5 separate regions of the Mus musculus genome follow, and regions 1, 2, 4 and 5 are each linked to region 3. Evidence: chromatin contacts called from public HiChIP or PLAC-seq, Micro-C and promoter capture Hi-C data. All regions are on one chromosome and are shown on one strand. The core of a region is the stretch at or near the end of the contact, and the rest is flanking DNA. Distances in the headings are between cores, read along the strand shown.

Region 1 (2,700 bases), core at 52-2,551, 890 kb after region 3:
ACAACTGCTGCTGACCACTGTTGGGCAGTTGGACTACAGACTGTAAGTCATCAACAAATTTGCTTAGTATATAGAGACTACCCATAAGTTCTGTGACTCTAGAGAACCCTGACTAAAACAACCATTGTTTTTTGGTTTTTGTTTTTGTAATAAATATCAAGTTATACAAGAGCAGAGATGGGGCTGAAGAGATGGCTTAGTGGTTACGTGTACTGACTGCTCTTCCAAAGGTCCTGAGTTCAATTCTCAGCAACCATATGGTGGATCACAACCATCTGCAATGTGATCTGACACCCTCTTCTGGTGTGTCTGAAGACAACTACAGTGTACTCATATACATAAAATATAAATAAATCTTAAAAACAACAACAAAAAAAGAGAACAGAGACAAGGCTAGCCTCCCCCTCCCCCAGGCAGCTTCAGTGTCTTATATAGTACCCACCACAAATAGTGCTCAGATAATATGTCTAAGGAGGAAAACTCTTTTGTGACACATGACTTTCTATACTAAATTTCATTCTGGCCATATGACTATTCTTCTTTCCAGGAGCCCCAACCCATCAAAGCTGTAGGGACCCTTAGCTAAGGAAACTGGTACCCAGAGAGGGAATGCATGTTTTCTAGGGTAACACAGGAGCTTAGTTCGATGCACTTGAGGCCAAAGCTCAAGTGTCCTCACTGCAGTGGCCCCTGGACTCAGGTGACTCCAGTTTCCTTCACTGCTGCTAAGAAGTTCACATCTGTCCCTCTGCAGCCTGTAACCTCCTCCTAGTCCCAGACTGGCCTAGTACACCTTGTTTCAATTTGCCAGGCCTTCAGAACCAGTGCAGGCTAAGGAGGCACAGCTCCCTCCAGCCCACGCCTATTACTAATCCTGTCTTGCCCTCTTTGGCATATGTCTTTGTGTGTAGGAATAGAGCCTGGGCCCTTGAGTTCCTTGTTAAAAAACAAAACAAAACAAAACAAAAATGTGTCTCTATAATAATATTTTCAGACTATGAATAAGCACAATGGTCCTTGATCTTGTTCTAAAATCATTACTAGTTTCATTTCTAAAATGCTTTCTCTGAAACAGTAAGATAGTATAAGGCGAGGACAAACAAAGCACTCTAGGAGGAGTTGAACGGACCCACAGGGCTAGAGCTTCAGTTTTCAGTAGGAAAGGCAGACATTCCCTTTTCTTGCTAAATCCTGGTAGAGAAATGCGTGCCTCTCCCTAGATTGTAAGCCTCCGGGACCAAGAGAAGGTGGGTCTTGTTGTCTTGGCAACTAGCGAGGTTGGGCTGAGCGGCGACTGTAGCAGCCAATAGATGCTGAAGGGGTGGAGCCTGCTGATCAGTGGCGGCTGCGGCTGAGCTTGCAGGTTGGTAGACTCGGCATTGGGGGAGGGGTACGGGGGTCGCAGGGACACTGGGGGTTCACAGCCACCCCAAATCCTTAGGCAGGGTGTGCAGTACTCTTGGCGGTCGGAATCGGGGCTTCTGGTTGGGCCTGAGCGGCGCCACCAGGGCGGTGGAGGCAGAGATGGCGGAGGGCGGTGGGAGGAGAGGTGAGGGTCGGAACGCGGCCTGGTGACAGGATCTGGGGGCTCCGGGCGGCTGTAACCTCAGAAAACTCCCTCTGCTAGTGCACAGATAGCTTTTGAGAGCTGGGCTTGGTGAGGAGAGGGAAAGGTTTAGAAGGCCAGGAATCCTGGAACTCAGCCCTCTTCCCTCGTCTGGCAAAGCTGAAAAGGGGCCGAGGGTGCTGCCTCTGTTGTGACCACTATCCCTTTTTCCGACTCCATGTTTCTTTTTATCCCCCCAGGCATCTAGTCTTGCTGGCTCAGCAAGCCCGATAAGCATGAAGCTGCTGTGTTTGGTGGCTGTGGTGGGGTGCTTGCTGGTGCCCCCAGCTCAAGCCAACAAGGTGAGGGAAGTGGGCCAGCGGCACCTTGTTCCTGGGCTGCCGCCGAGGTAGCCGAAACGCCACCCTGACCCCTCCCCCACCCGAGAACCCTACTTGGGGGCGGGGACCTTACCTGGGACAAGCTGCTGGCCTTCCTAAGGGTGTAGGGAGCACGGGGTTCAGAGCCTACCGCACAGGGTCCGGACCAAACTAGCCCTAGGTAGACTTCTCCGCAAGCAAGAAAGTTTAAGAAAAGTTACCCAAGTTCTCTGTATCTTCCTTTGCCCCAAGTAAAAACAGCTGTGGTCGAATCTCCTGCTCAATTTGATAGTCAAATCATGTAATGTTGTAAAATGCTCTGAGTGTAAAGGCATGCACAGATGGGAGCTTTTTGGCTTCAAAGCTAACCCAGCTGCACTGTGGACTCCAGAGGCTGCTCTCATTCCTTCCGGGTGGGAGACCCGCAGCTAGGTTTAGATGATGTACGCGGCTCTAGGCTGTCCGCTTTCGATTCTGACTCTCCCTGAGACACTGAAATAACATTGAGTATTAGGGCTTGCGTGCTTCTTTGCTCTTCAAGGAATTCCTGACGGGAGTCTTCCCGTGATAATGTCCCAGTTTTCTTTATTCATCCCTTTCCCCTTTCTAACCTAAGGAGTTAAGACAGAATTGAAGGGGAATCTGGCCACCTAGCTCACCAGACACAATTGTAGGCCCCAGGGTTGAAAAAGCCTGTCACTTTGCTTGCTATATACACTGCAGCCCCAACTCTTCCCTCCTCCCTCCCCCCATCCCCCCCCCCCCCTTTCCCCC
Region 2 (2,700 bases), core at 76-2,575, 680 kb before region 3:
CCTTCACCTGTCTTGGGCCTTTCACATGCCAGCCACATTTTCAGCTTTAGTTGTTATTGTTTTCTCCCCTTGAATTTGTTCTCTCCTGCTTTAGTCTCCCAAGTGTGGGTATGCACGTGTAATGTCTAGCTCTCACAGAAATTCTTAAAGAATTTGTGTGTTTTTCTGCTCATCAGGAAAGCATTTGCCTAGATGAAAGAAAAAGGGCAAAGATGTTACTAGGGGAAATGCATATATAAAAGCAGAAGTAGCCAGAGAAGACCAGGAGAACCAGTAGATATGTTTTGTAATTTTAAGATTTTATGTGCATAAATGGTTTGCCTACATGTATACATGAGCACCATGTATGTGCCTGGTGCCCAAGATCGTTAGCTTCTGTTCTAGCTACCTTAAGTTCATCTGCTGTAGTAGTTCTGGGTCCAGATTTGGTGGGGAAGCATTCCTGCCCTGAAGTCTGATGACTACACTACAAAACCTAGACAAAATAGATCTACATTGATCATTTTAACAACTATTTCCAGAGTGCCCTCAACATTTTCTATCAATTCTGCACTCTGTCCACCATATTTAAATGTCAGGAACAGTTTGGGATCAAGAAGCTATGACACGAAGAAAACACTATGTAAAACGAAGACGCTGCCCTCTTGACTACACTTTACTATCCCTAAGAACCAAACGCCGTGCAAAGGAAAACTGGATAATCCAATTAGTCATTCATCTATACTGGAACAAGAAACATCTTTCCCTTCTCAGCCAAAGGCAAAAAGTCAAAATCAACGAAAAGCAAACGTCCTAAGAACCGCAGCACTAATGAACGACCATGGTGAGTCAGAGGAGAGGAGATGGCTGTGGCGTCTTCTTTGAGAAGGGTCTTTGCAGTTTCCCCTACTGCGACCCATTTCTGGTGGCTCAGTCAATCCACAAGTTCCTTTTCCTTGGAGTGAAGGAAGCAATCGCCTCATGGTGACAGGCACATTTAGGACCCTGTGGTTATCCGGGATGGGAAAGTCCTCCCTATGGTGAAGCGGAGCCTGATTCTTCAGAAACCGACCTAGAGAACTCTGAAACCCCGTGGGTCTCCCGAGTGTGGCAGGAACGCAGCCTAGCGCCTGCCATACCGCGTGGGGACCGCCAGTCTTGGGTCCTTCTGGCCTCCAGCGCACTGTCACACGCGGCACTCCCCACCCACCCGTCTACCCACTCTCAGGTCTCTTTTTCTGAGCTCTCAGGTAAGCAGGACTTCTTGGCTCGGCCTCCTAAGGTGACGTAACCCAGGAGAGGCCCGCCCCTCCCGTGGCGTGACGTCATCATGCCGCGCGGTCGCCGTACTCCGAGACTGGAGTTTACCACGGAGACTGCTCCGCAGCGGCTGGTCCGGGCGGCAGCGGCGGCGCTCCGGCTGCTCAGCCGCCTGGGAGCCCGGCGCCTAGCACCTCGGCTCGGACGGCCCAGGAGCCCTGGTGAGTGAGCGCGGCCCTGACACACGGCCTTTCCCTCTGCCCTCAGCCGGGGGCGCGGCCTTCCCCCAACCCGGGTACCCCCCCCAGCCCGGGTCGGTAGGAGATGAGCTGGGGCGCTGCAGGCATAGCGCTGCCTTCTCGGCTTCTCCGGAGCAGCTGCCGCCTGCCCCGGGAGAAGGTTTAACCTGGGAGGAAAGAATTCAGCTGAGAAACAGTAAGGGGACGTTTATTTAGTAAAGCTACACACTCCAAAGATTGGAGTGGGCTTCCTCCGAAGGTAGGCAGTAGCGCATTGGGGTTTTAAAGAAGTTTCTTAAGAATATTAGTGAGGTGTAAGGTATATTCATGCATGAAGGTAAGATAATTCCCTTTCCCTCCCAAATTATAGTGGTCTTCACCTCCTCTTGTAAGGCATTTATCCCCAGCAATCTTGAAAAAAAAAAAAAAAAGCAAGGTATGGGGTGGGAGATTTGGAAACTCCAACACATTGTAATGAAGCCAGTGCCTTTTGAGAATGCAGACCCTTTAACGCGGTTTTGGCAATTTGTTAAGTATCGTTTGCCTTGGTGGAACATCCCAAATACAGTTTTACAGATTTTGACCATGGGAACCTTAGTGTAGTCCCTGCTTAACCGGGAGACACAGCTACCAAGATACTGTTGCAGCTTCCATGATTACCGCATATCTAACTCCTTGCCTACCTAGGTCTCCCTAATACTTGATGGTAAGCTTGGTGTTCTTAGGGGAGAACTCCTTTCTCTCTCTCTCTCTCTCTCTCTCTCTCTCTCTCTCTCTCTCTCTCTCTCTCTCTCTCTCATTGCCTTTTTTCTTCCTTCTAGAATGATTTAGAATGGAACCCCTCTATTTACATATTAGCTGTTCTAGAATGTGTAGTTTTTGAATGGTGAATATATGGTCAGGCTTTGTGCTAGGAGGAAAGTTGCAGCCCTGAGGTTACTGTCATTTATGAAACAAATCTTAAAGTTTAATCACAGGCTGGGCCTTGTGCTAGAACACTAGGAAATCTTCATAATCTTCAGCTCCTGAGAATTCAGCAAATCCCCAGTTTCTTGCATCTCATAGTTTGAAACTATGTTAGCTTAAGCAAACCTTTTAAAAACAAAAAGCATTTACTTTAGCAAGTTGTCTCAGTTTTTGGTTAAATACATGTTGCAGAGTTTGGGGGGGGGGGGGAGTGTCCAGAGTCCTTTTGAAGGAGCTACTGAACAAAAGATGACAA
Region 3 (2,700 bases), core at 167-2,666:
CTTTCCACTCTGCTCCCACTCCCTCCACTATCTGCCAGGGCAGACGCTCCTGTGGGGAGGTCCAGGCAGAGCCCAGTCTCCCTGTCCCTGTGCTCGGGTGTGCAGGGATTCCCAGGCTCCTGCTGCTGTCATCTCATCCTGGCATCAGGGCCAACCACTTCCCAACTCCACTGAGCTTCCCCCTCAGGAAATCCCACCTAGTCCTCTCAGGAGAGCAGGCACAGAGAAAAGGGAGCCAGAACCAACCAACCAGCCATGGAGAGGCTGGGAGAACCACCCTCTGACTTACAGCCAAGAACAAAGACAGGTGCCCCAAGCCCTAGGACTTCAAAGGCTCTTCCTGGTCCTCCCCTCCTCCCCGTGGGCCAGAGAAGGGCAGCCCCTCCCCCCCCCTCAGGTGCCATCCCTGTGCTTACTGCACAGCAGCTCTTTTTCGGTGTCACCCGTTTGACAGTTGAATCGGAGAAGTGGGAGGAAGAGAGAGAGGATGTGGAATTCAAGCAGTGGGGCCCAGGAACGCTTTGGGGAACATTACAGAGTGAAGGAGTCTTGCAAGCAAGCATGAACCACGAACCAGTTGGGCTGAGGGCCAGCGAATGGCCTAGCAAAGCCAGGCGGGGGTAGGGGGTGTGTGGAGTTCTAGACTTGGGGACTGCTCCCTTTCCACACCCCAAGCATCCAAGTGGCCCCCTGGTGAAGAGGACCTGGGAAGTCTCTGATGTGAGGGTCACAGCCTTCACCTATCTGTAAGTCTTCAGAGGAGATACAGGGTTCTAAGACACTCCCAGAGGGGTAGTCTGAGGGGCTGCTATGGAAGCCACCCCAGAGTCCTCTCCAGTTAAGCTCTGATACTTGTTCTCTGGTGACAAGCCTATGTCTGCAGGCTGAGGGGCCAGGGAGTTGGAAAGAAGCTTTCCTGCCTAGCCCTGGCCTCTCCTTCCTGTACAGAGCAAGGACTCCTGCCTCCTCTTCCCTGCCACCCCCTATGGCACCTCTGTGACACATCTGCTCTGTTTGGGGGTCTGGGTTTGGCCCTGAATTCCCAGGCTTTGAAGCAACAAAGCTTACAGGGGCAGAAGCTGAGAAGTGGAAATAAGTCTCTAGCCAAGGTCACAACCAGAAGAGCAGCAGAAGGTTCCCCATGGCTATCAAGGAAGAGGTGGGGGTGGGGGACAGCACTTGATGAGGACCCAGAGGAGGAGGCCCGAGGTGGTCAGGGAAGGCCTCATCTCTCGCCGCTTCCCAGAGCCTTGGCATCCAGTGAGGGTGGCGGGACAGCAGCCGCTTGCTCTTAGAGGGCACAGGAAGGATGCACCCGACCCCTGGTGGCAGCTTGTGGCAGGCACAGAAGGGCAGCCCGCAGTTGGGTGTGCGTGGGTGGAAGCCAGGAGGGGCGGAGGGAGGAAGCTGGCTTCCTGAAACCTCTCAGTCCTCAAAGATAGACGGACTGACAGACAGCTGGCAAGAGGCAGCCTGGGGGACATAGCTTCTTCAGTAAGTACTTGAAGTGAGTACAGACATCCTATGGCCCTGGGGTGGGATGGGGGGCTCCAAGGATGGGTTGAAGAAGCATTGAGTTTGGGGCTCCCATGCCTGGCCAGGGCATGAGAAGTGACATATCTGGTGTCCCTGTGACTGGAGGGCTAAGAAGCCACACAGAGTGCCAGGAGAGGAGAGGCTAAAGGCCCCTTCCTGTTGTGGGCAAGTACTGTCCCAGCCACACCTGCATGGGCCCACACTGCTCCCAAAGCTCTGTCCCCATGGGTTAGCGACTCTAACCCCACCACCACGTCACCCATGCCTTAGCTCTGAGAGACAGGGGCTGCCCCCAAAAGGTGATGCCCTCATCACCTCTATGCCCCCTCTCTCTTGTACCCCCAGCTGTAGCCTCACCATGCGCTGGCGCTCTAGGGTTTGATGAGGCCATTTCCTGTGACGGTTGCAGAGGCGGGAGACTGGGGGATGGGAAGGAGGAGGGAGGAAACACCCCTGGGCTACCGCCCTAGACAGAGACCCCAGGAGCCACAACTGATCTTGGAGTGGAACTGCCGACAATGAGAAGACCCTTCTAGAAGTTGGAGCGTGCCTGGATCCCTGACTGGATCCAGTGCTTCTCAAGGCCTCCATTTCTCATTATAGAGAAGCCTGCTAGCTGGCTAGACTCAGAGAGCTGTATGCTTTCTCCCTTTCCTTCTGTGTGGTTAGCAGGCTGTTGGCCTCATGCAGACCCCAGCTTAGAGCCCTGTGGACTTGGGTATCCTCTCTCTTCCTCCTTCTGGATTCCTTCCTATCTTCCCCATACCTGTATTCTCTCTAGTACCTTCCTTCTACTCTAACCCCTAACTGTCCTCTATCCTGCATCCCAACAGAGAGCTGTTGGGCCGCTTGCTTGAGGGAATAGCTGGCTGGCCTGGACTAGAAGCCTTCTTCTAGCTAATGAGGCCTTCGCGGGACCTTGTCTTTCAGGCATGCCTCATGGCTGAATGAGCCTCCCTTGGGCCCAGCAACCTACCCCAGCATGGTCCAGGCCTGTGAGGGGCGCTCCAGAGCACAGCTGCCGACCTTGTCTTTGGGGGCAGACATGACTCAGCCTCCACCCACCAAAGCTCCAGCCAAGAAGCATGTGCGGCTGCAGGAGAGGTGAGATCTTTCACAGGGAGGATCTTCCTAGGCCTGGATCACCGTCCCTTCCCTTCCTTC
Region 4 (2,750 bases), core at 231-2,730, 730 kb before region 3:
AAACAGGGATGAGGAGGAACGACTTCCAGCTCCTATTTTACCCACAAATCGTGGTGTTATTAACGACATAATTCTTGCTTAGGCTTTGCTAATTCTGAGGTTGATAATTCTCCTTTAGGAGCTGCACAGCACTCAGAACTGTGCATACTGGTTTGTGATTGTACAAATTCAGTATGGGCACCGCTTGGTGCAGAGATACTTACTGCAAGGGAAGGTCCGGCTTGACCATTTCTGAGTTTCCTGTGAGATAAACCCGGTTTGAAAGAGGTTGGTACCAAATTTTGGTTAAAAATAAAAAATATTCTCCGGCTCTACCTCGCCTCCCCAAAAGGTACCAAGAGCCACATGTGTGGGTTTTACCCACGGGAGGAATCGGGTCCATGTCCACCCAAGCCAAGGTTAAAAGCCCACTCATCTACGGATGAGAAAATCATTTGATCACCTCAGTTAAGCGTTGCCTTATTTAACTTAATTAATAGGGGGGAGAGAGATTGGAGACGTACTATTGAAAGGGCAAGCCCTTCACTGCCTCCCACCCAAATAAAAAGGCCAATTGGCCTTGTACTACAAGAGCCGGTCACTCCTTCTCCCTGTTTCCCACCTATCATCCAAAAAAGCGGAGAAATATCAACTTAGTGTTATTATAGTGTATTTCACATTTGTTCAGTCAAACTTAGCCAAAGTTCCAACGCCCTACTTAAAATTCAACTAGAAAGTTACCTACCAAGTACTAATTAGCATTATAAAGTCAGAGCCTACAGCTCCAGGCTTTTCAGTTAGTTGTTCACTAAGATAAGAAAGGACAGTCTTAAGCCAGATACAGTTTACCATAAGAAAGGTTATAGAATCCCAGTGAAGCAAGTTTTTTTTTAGCCCTAGATTCCAGGCAGAACTATTGAGCATAGATAATTTTCCCCCCTCAGGCCAGCTTTTTCTTTTTTTTTTAATTTTGTTAATAAAAGGGAGGAGATGTAGTCTCCCCTCCCCCAGCCTGAAACCTGCTTGCTCGGGGTGGAGCTTCCTGCTCATTCGTTCTACCACGCCCACTGCTGGAACCTGAGGAGCCACACACGTGCACCTTTCTACTGGACCCGAGATTATTCGGCGGGAATCGGGTCCCCTCCCCCTTCCTTCATAACTAGTGTCGCAACAATAAAATTTGAGCCTTGATCAGAGTAACTGTCTTGGCTACATTCTTTTCTCTCGCCACCTAGCCCCTCTTCTCTTCCAGGTTTCCAAAATGCCTTTCCAGGCTAGAACCCAGGTTGTGGTCTGCTGGCCGGACACAACAGCTAGGCATTTCAATTGTCTGGCAAAGTAGCCTGTTTGGGGAAGAAAAAAAAAAAAAAAACAAGAACTTTCATCTGAAAGCTTCCTGTTCTATTTTAAGCCTGTGCGTGGCTCAACATTCCACTCTCCGTGAGACTCTCAGACCGGCGAGATTTCTCATCATGCTAATTAGCCTGGCTCCATGTCAGACAAAACTGTCATCCTTTGGGGTAGGTCTAAGTTGCAGAGAGAAGAAAGCTCTCAAAAGGAGGGCCTGAGACGGCCAAGATACCCACGCCCTTGGACCACCTACTCCGCACGGAAGAGGGGGGGGCATAGTCCCCGCTAGTCCTGCCTCAGTCAGGCCCTCCTCCATAGACCACGCCCCGGAGAGCTCCGCCTCCGGGCCCGCCCCGCGGCGCATTGTGGGATCTTTCCGCCCCACCGGAGCGGGACGCACCTCTAGGTCATGGGGATCCAGCCGGTAAGACCCTCGTTCTGTGCCCTGAGCCCGGGGTCACCGCCTCAGCTGGTTCTGGGCAGTCTGCCCCGCGGGGCTGTGCCATACCCACCTTGGATGCTGGAGTCTCGCTGCACGAGCTGCGGGCTGAGTTCACTGCTCCGCTTGCTTCTGAGGTTTTGGCATGCTTTCTCGCTGGAGCTCAGGATCGCTACTCCTGGTCCTCCACCCACACCCTGGCACTTCCTCAGCGTGGCGATCACGCTTCCTCCTCTATCCACAGAGCCCGGTCTTGCTAGCCTCTCTGGGGGTGGGGCTGCTTACTCTGCTCGGCCTGGCTCTGGGTACCTACTTGGTTCGAAGATCCCGCCGGCCGCAGGTTACTCTCCAGGACCCGGATGAGAAGTACCTGCTGCGATTGCTAGACAAGACGGTAAGTTGTGAAGAAGTGGGCTAGGGCAGAGAGTGGATACTTAGTTTGAGGGATAGCATCGAGAGTGGTTGGATTGCTCCAAAAGACTTGGCAGGCCAGACCTGCCTGATGAAACATCTTGTCATCTATCCTCTAGACAGTGAGCCACAACACCAGGAGGTTCCGCTTTGCCTTGCCCACCGCCCACCACATTCTGGGGCTGCCTGTGGGTAAGAAAAAAGGGAGTGGGCTTCTCTACTTGGCATCGTATGAGGGCGAGTCACTTCTTAGGTGGTTTTCCTGCTAAGAAAAACCATTGCCCTTCTGTCAATCCTTCAGCCCATGAGGGACCACTCTTTTAGGGTGTGGCTTCTGTGCCCCTACGCATCTCTAACCTCCAGGCTTCTCTCTTTCCTTAGGACTTATTATAACCCGCCTCCTATCCCAGAAAACACTAATTTTCCATTATGCAAATCCTCTGCTTACCTGCTGCTGCTAAGGCCCTGGCAGTAGGGAGTTTCAAAGGTGGGAGGAGGCAGGAGATACTGCGGAGGGGTCCTCTCAGTGGGACTGCAGCTTATGTGTCTCTCTCCATGGTTCCCAGGTAAG
Region 5 (2,700 bases), core at 145-2,644, 600 kb after region 3:
TCCAAACAGGCAAATCCACACAGCATGTGACATCATGCTGCAATTTGAGTGTGGCTTAGTTCCTGACACTGCCTGTGCTTGGTGAGAATAATGTAATTCAGCCAGCAATGATAATAATGATCCAACCTGCAGTGATGACGGCAGTCCTCAAGTCCTTTTGATCTTGTAATAGTAAAGAATAATGATGGTGGGAACTAGCTCTTTTAATCTTAACGTCACAGGGAAAACTCTGAGTTCAAGGCCATTCTGGTCTACATAGTGAGTTCCAGGCCAGCCAGGGATACACAGTGAGCCTCTGTCTCAAACAAAATAAAAACAAAAACAACTTTACAGAACACAACAAATAACAGTAATTATCCTATGAAATAGAAGAGGGCCTCCTTTGAGGCTCTAACACTCCCACCCATAGCCCCTGTTACTAGGAACATAGTTTTCCTTGCAGATTCTTCACTTCGTTAGGTCCCAAGGAAAGTGTTGTGCTTCTTGCTTGGAGCTGTTTGTACCCATAGTGAAAATGGGCTGGGCTGGAGACATGGCTCAGTGGTTAAGAGCACAGACTGCTCTTCCAGATGCCCTCTTCTGGTGTGTCTAAAGACAGCGACAATGTATCCACATACATGGAATAAATTAAAAAGAAGGAAAGAAAGAAAGTGGGCCTTCCGTTTTAAGTCCCAGGGGCATCAGTTCACCTCTAGGATTGGATTTCTGGACAGGCTGCTCTGCGGACTGGGAGCAGGTGGGCCCAGTAACACATATTGTTAATCACCCCAGAGGCAGTTTTCAGTGGCTTGAGACTGTGTTTGTCATTCTGTAGGTTAGCCCAGAGGAAGATCCACTCAGGAGCGGTAGAATGATCTCTTGTGGGTGGCAGGGAGATGGGGAAAGCAGAGGGACAAGAGCCCCTGGAGGAGGGCAGCTAGGCTAAGTGCTCCCGGGTGTTATAGTATCTCATCCCCCATCACATCTCGGTGGCACATAGCCCTTTTACTGATGAACCTAAAGCCAGCTGTCTGGCAGAAGTAAGTCACAGGAAGTGGGGCCTTGCTTGTCTTATTCTGGAGTGCAAGTTAGTCCCCTTAACATTGTGCCATCGGAACCCGAAAATTTAAGGACCTTCACTCTCTTCCCTAGGGGGCCCAAGTTTATCTTTAGTCTGATCTCACAGTTAGGTCTCCGCTTTCCCACATGGCAGACCAGGAACCTCTTAACCCCATCCCTCACCTCTGTGTAAAGATTTGCCCCCAGAGATCGCCATAGGGTGCAAAGAGAAGTCACGGCTGGGGCGGCAGCCACGCCCGGGCTCCCGACCCTAGGTTTTGGATGGGGGAGGGGACAGCTTCTCCGTGACATCAGCCCTGTTGTGGTGCAGTGTGCAAAGCCTACTGGTTGGCGTGGCGCGGGAAACGCCTTCCGGAGGGGGAAACAAAACGGCGCGCACTCCGGCGCAGCCAGTCACCGCTTCCCTGAGAGCTGTCGCCCGTGCGCCTCCCAGCAGCTGCCAGGTGAGTGTTACCCCGGGTGGTCCGCCTCGGGTCCCCGCAACTGCCGGAGCGCCTGGGTCGCACCCTGCGCCTATTGGTTTTTCCGGTCCTGTCGCAGCCCTGTCGCTTGCAAGAAAAGTTTGTAGGAAGAGTGATCCCAAGAGGGAGGTGGTGGGAAGTGGCTAGAGTTAGCTCGGCAGTGTTTCCCTTTCCTGAAAACTCTGGGTCCCTCCCCATCCCGGGGCTTCCAGGGCAGCTGACTTTCGCGTGCTCTAGACCCAGGGTGACCCTGCCCCCCACCGCCTGCAGGTCCTACAGAACAATCAGCGATTCTGTGGGCCACTGACACTCATTGTAAAGCTGAGGGATGAGGACATCCGTGCCACCCCTTTCCTCTCTCTCTTTTCCTGAGAGAAAGTGCCCGCGAGTGTGTGTGTGTGTGTGTGTGTGTGTGTGTGTGTGTGTGTGTGCATCTGGCTTGGTAGCCCCAGAGTGCAGGTATGAGTTTTCTTTTTTCCTGAAAGAACCAGATGGAAAAGAAAGTCTTGGTGGCAGGTGAGGACTACTGAGATCTCAAAGAGCCAGCAGGGGAGTAGAAAGGGCCTGAGAGCGAGTTGCAGTGTCAGCCAACAAGCTGTTATCTATCTGACAGGTGTTTCATCCAAGTGGCACAGGTCTGGGTCTATTCTGCATGTGCTGCTGTGATCCGTCAGAGCAAGGGTCTAGACTGGGAGCAAGTACTTGATGTCAGGACCATCCCACCCACTTGTCCCACCCACTTCTTACCTCCTGTGGTGCATGAATGGACGGGCCTCCCCACCTTGACAGGACACTGTAATGGGACACCATCACTGCATGCAAGCGGTTCACTTGCCTTTGGTGGGACATTTATCATGAGACTCTGGAATCTTGGTGACAGGGTTTCTGAAAGGCAAGCAGACTGAGTTTTGACTCAGATTTGACACTTAATACACGGATGACCTCGAACAAGTGACACAGCTCAGTTTTCTTCTGGGCCAGTACTTTTTGGAGCACATATTACACACACACACACACACACACACACACACACACACACACACACACACACACACCCTGGCATCCTGCAGAAGCTCAGAGGACTGGGGCTGTTAGTACAGTTGTCTCTGAGCTAGGTTGGGGATTTCCTTCAGGACTGGGCCCTAGGGCTTCCTCCCTGCCTTCTGATCCTCTCACCAGG

Evidence for each region. Promoter capture Hi-C pulls out the DNA fragments that hold promoters and counts their contacts. Hi-C and Micro-C count contacts between places; a contact is called where the count stands out from the background. HiChIP or PLAC-seq counts read pairs in DNA pulled down with a chosen protein or histone mark.
Region 1: a contact with region 3 is called in a Micro-C map of the G1E-ER4 cell line. The contact joins the promoter of Tmem9 here to the promoter of Ptpn7 in region 3. A contact is called at or near these places in 1 of 39 promoter capture datasets (liver), 1 of 484 Hi-C or Micro-C datasets (the G1E-ER4 cell line) and 1 of 115 datasets of contacts at active chromatin or transcription factors (bone marrow-derived macrophages).
Region 2: a promoter capture Hi-C map of pre-B cells shows a contact between it and region 3, with 5 times the contacts expected there. The contact joins the promoter of Klhl12 here to the promoter of Ptpn7 in region 3. A contact is called at or near these places in 1 of 39 promoter capture datasets (pre-B cells) and 4 of 115 datasets of contacts at active chromatin or transcription factors (effector CD8 T cells, large pre-B cells, memory CD8 T cells and 1 more).
Region 4: a Micro-C map of the G1E-ER4 cell line shows a contact between it and region 3, with 4 times the contacts expected there. The contact joins the promoter of Cyb5r1 here to the promoter of Ptpn7 in region 3. A contact is called at or near these places in 4 of 39 promoter capture datasets (the C10 cell line, the SN4741 cell line and second pharyngeal arch cranial neural crest), 4 of 484 Hi-C or Micro-C datasets (the G1E-ER4 cell line, LSK cells and natural killer cells) and 7 of 115 datasets of contacts at active chromatin or transcription factors (the 230-238 cell line, astrocytes, bone marrow-derived macrophages and 4 more).
Region 5: a contact with region 3 is called in an H3K27ac HiChIP or PLAC-seq map of thymic regulatory T cells, with 3 times the contacts expected there. The contact joins the promoter of Csrp1 here to the promoter of Ptpn7 in region 3. A contact is called at or near these places in 2 of 39 promoter capture datasets (liver and stem cell-derived epiblast-like cells), 1 of 484 Hi-C or Micro-C datasets (CD4 T cells) and 4 of 115 datasets of contacts at active chromatin or transcription factors (effector CD8 T cells, memory CD8 T cells, pancreatic cancer cells and 1 more).

What each region holds. Positions count from the first base shown.
Region 1 is chr1:136,016,700-136,019,399 of GRCm38.p6, forward strand. It overlaps Tmem9 (transmembrane protein 9), which reads left to right and starts at 1,302. Exons shown (of 6, transcript NM_025439.3): 1 at 1,302-1,363; 2 at 1,807-1,908. The coding sequence starts at 1,843. It also overlaps a transcript of Igfn1 not described here.
Region 2 is chr1:134,454,206-134,456,905 of GRCm38.p6, forward strand. Klhl12 (kelch-like 12) reads left to right here and starts at 1,326. Exons shown (of 12, transcript NM_001311136.1): 1 at 1,326-1,460.
Region 3 is chr1:135,131,284-135,133,983 of GRCm38.p6, forward strand. It overlaps Ptpn7 (protein tyrosine phosphatase, non-receptor type 7), which reads left to right and starts at 1,417. Exons shown (of 10, transcript NM_177081.4): 1 at 1,417-1,507; 2 at 2,467-2,640. The coding sequence starts at 2,519. It also overlaps the pseudogene Ptprv.
Region 4 is chr1:134,404,301-134,407,050 of GRCm38.p6, forward strand. It overlaps Cyb5r1 (cytochrome b5 reductase 1), which reads left to right and starts at 1,481. Exons shown (of 9, transcript NM_028057.3): 1 at 1,481-1,753; 2 at 2,013-2,162; 3 at 2,299-2,371; 4 at 2,746-2,750. The coding sequence starts at 1,739.
Region 5 is chr1:135,727,773-135,730,472 of GRCm38.p6, forward strand. It overlaps Csrp1 (cysteine and glycine-rich protein 1), which reads left to right and starts at 1,395. Exons shown (of 6, transcript NM_007791.6): 1 at 1,395-1,502.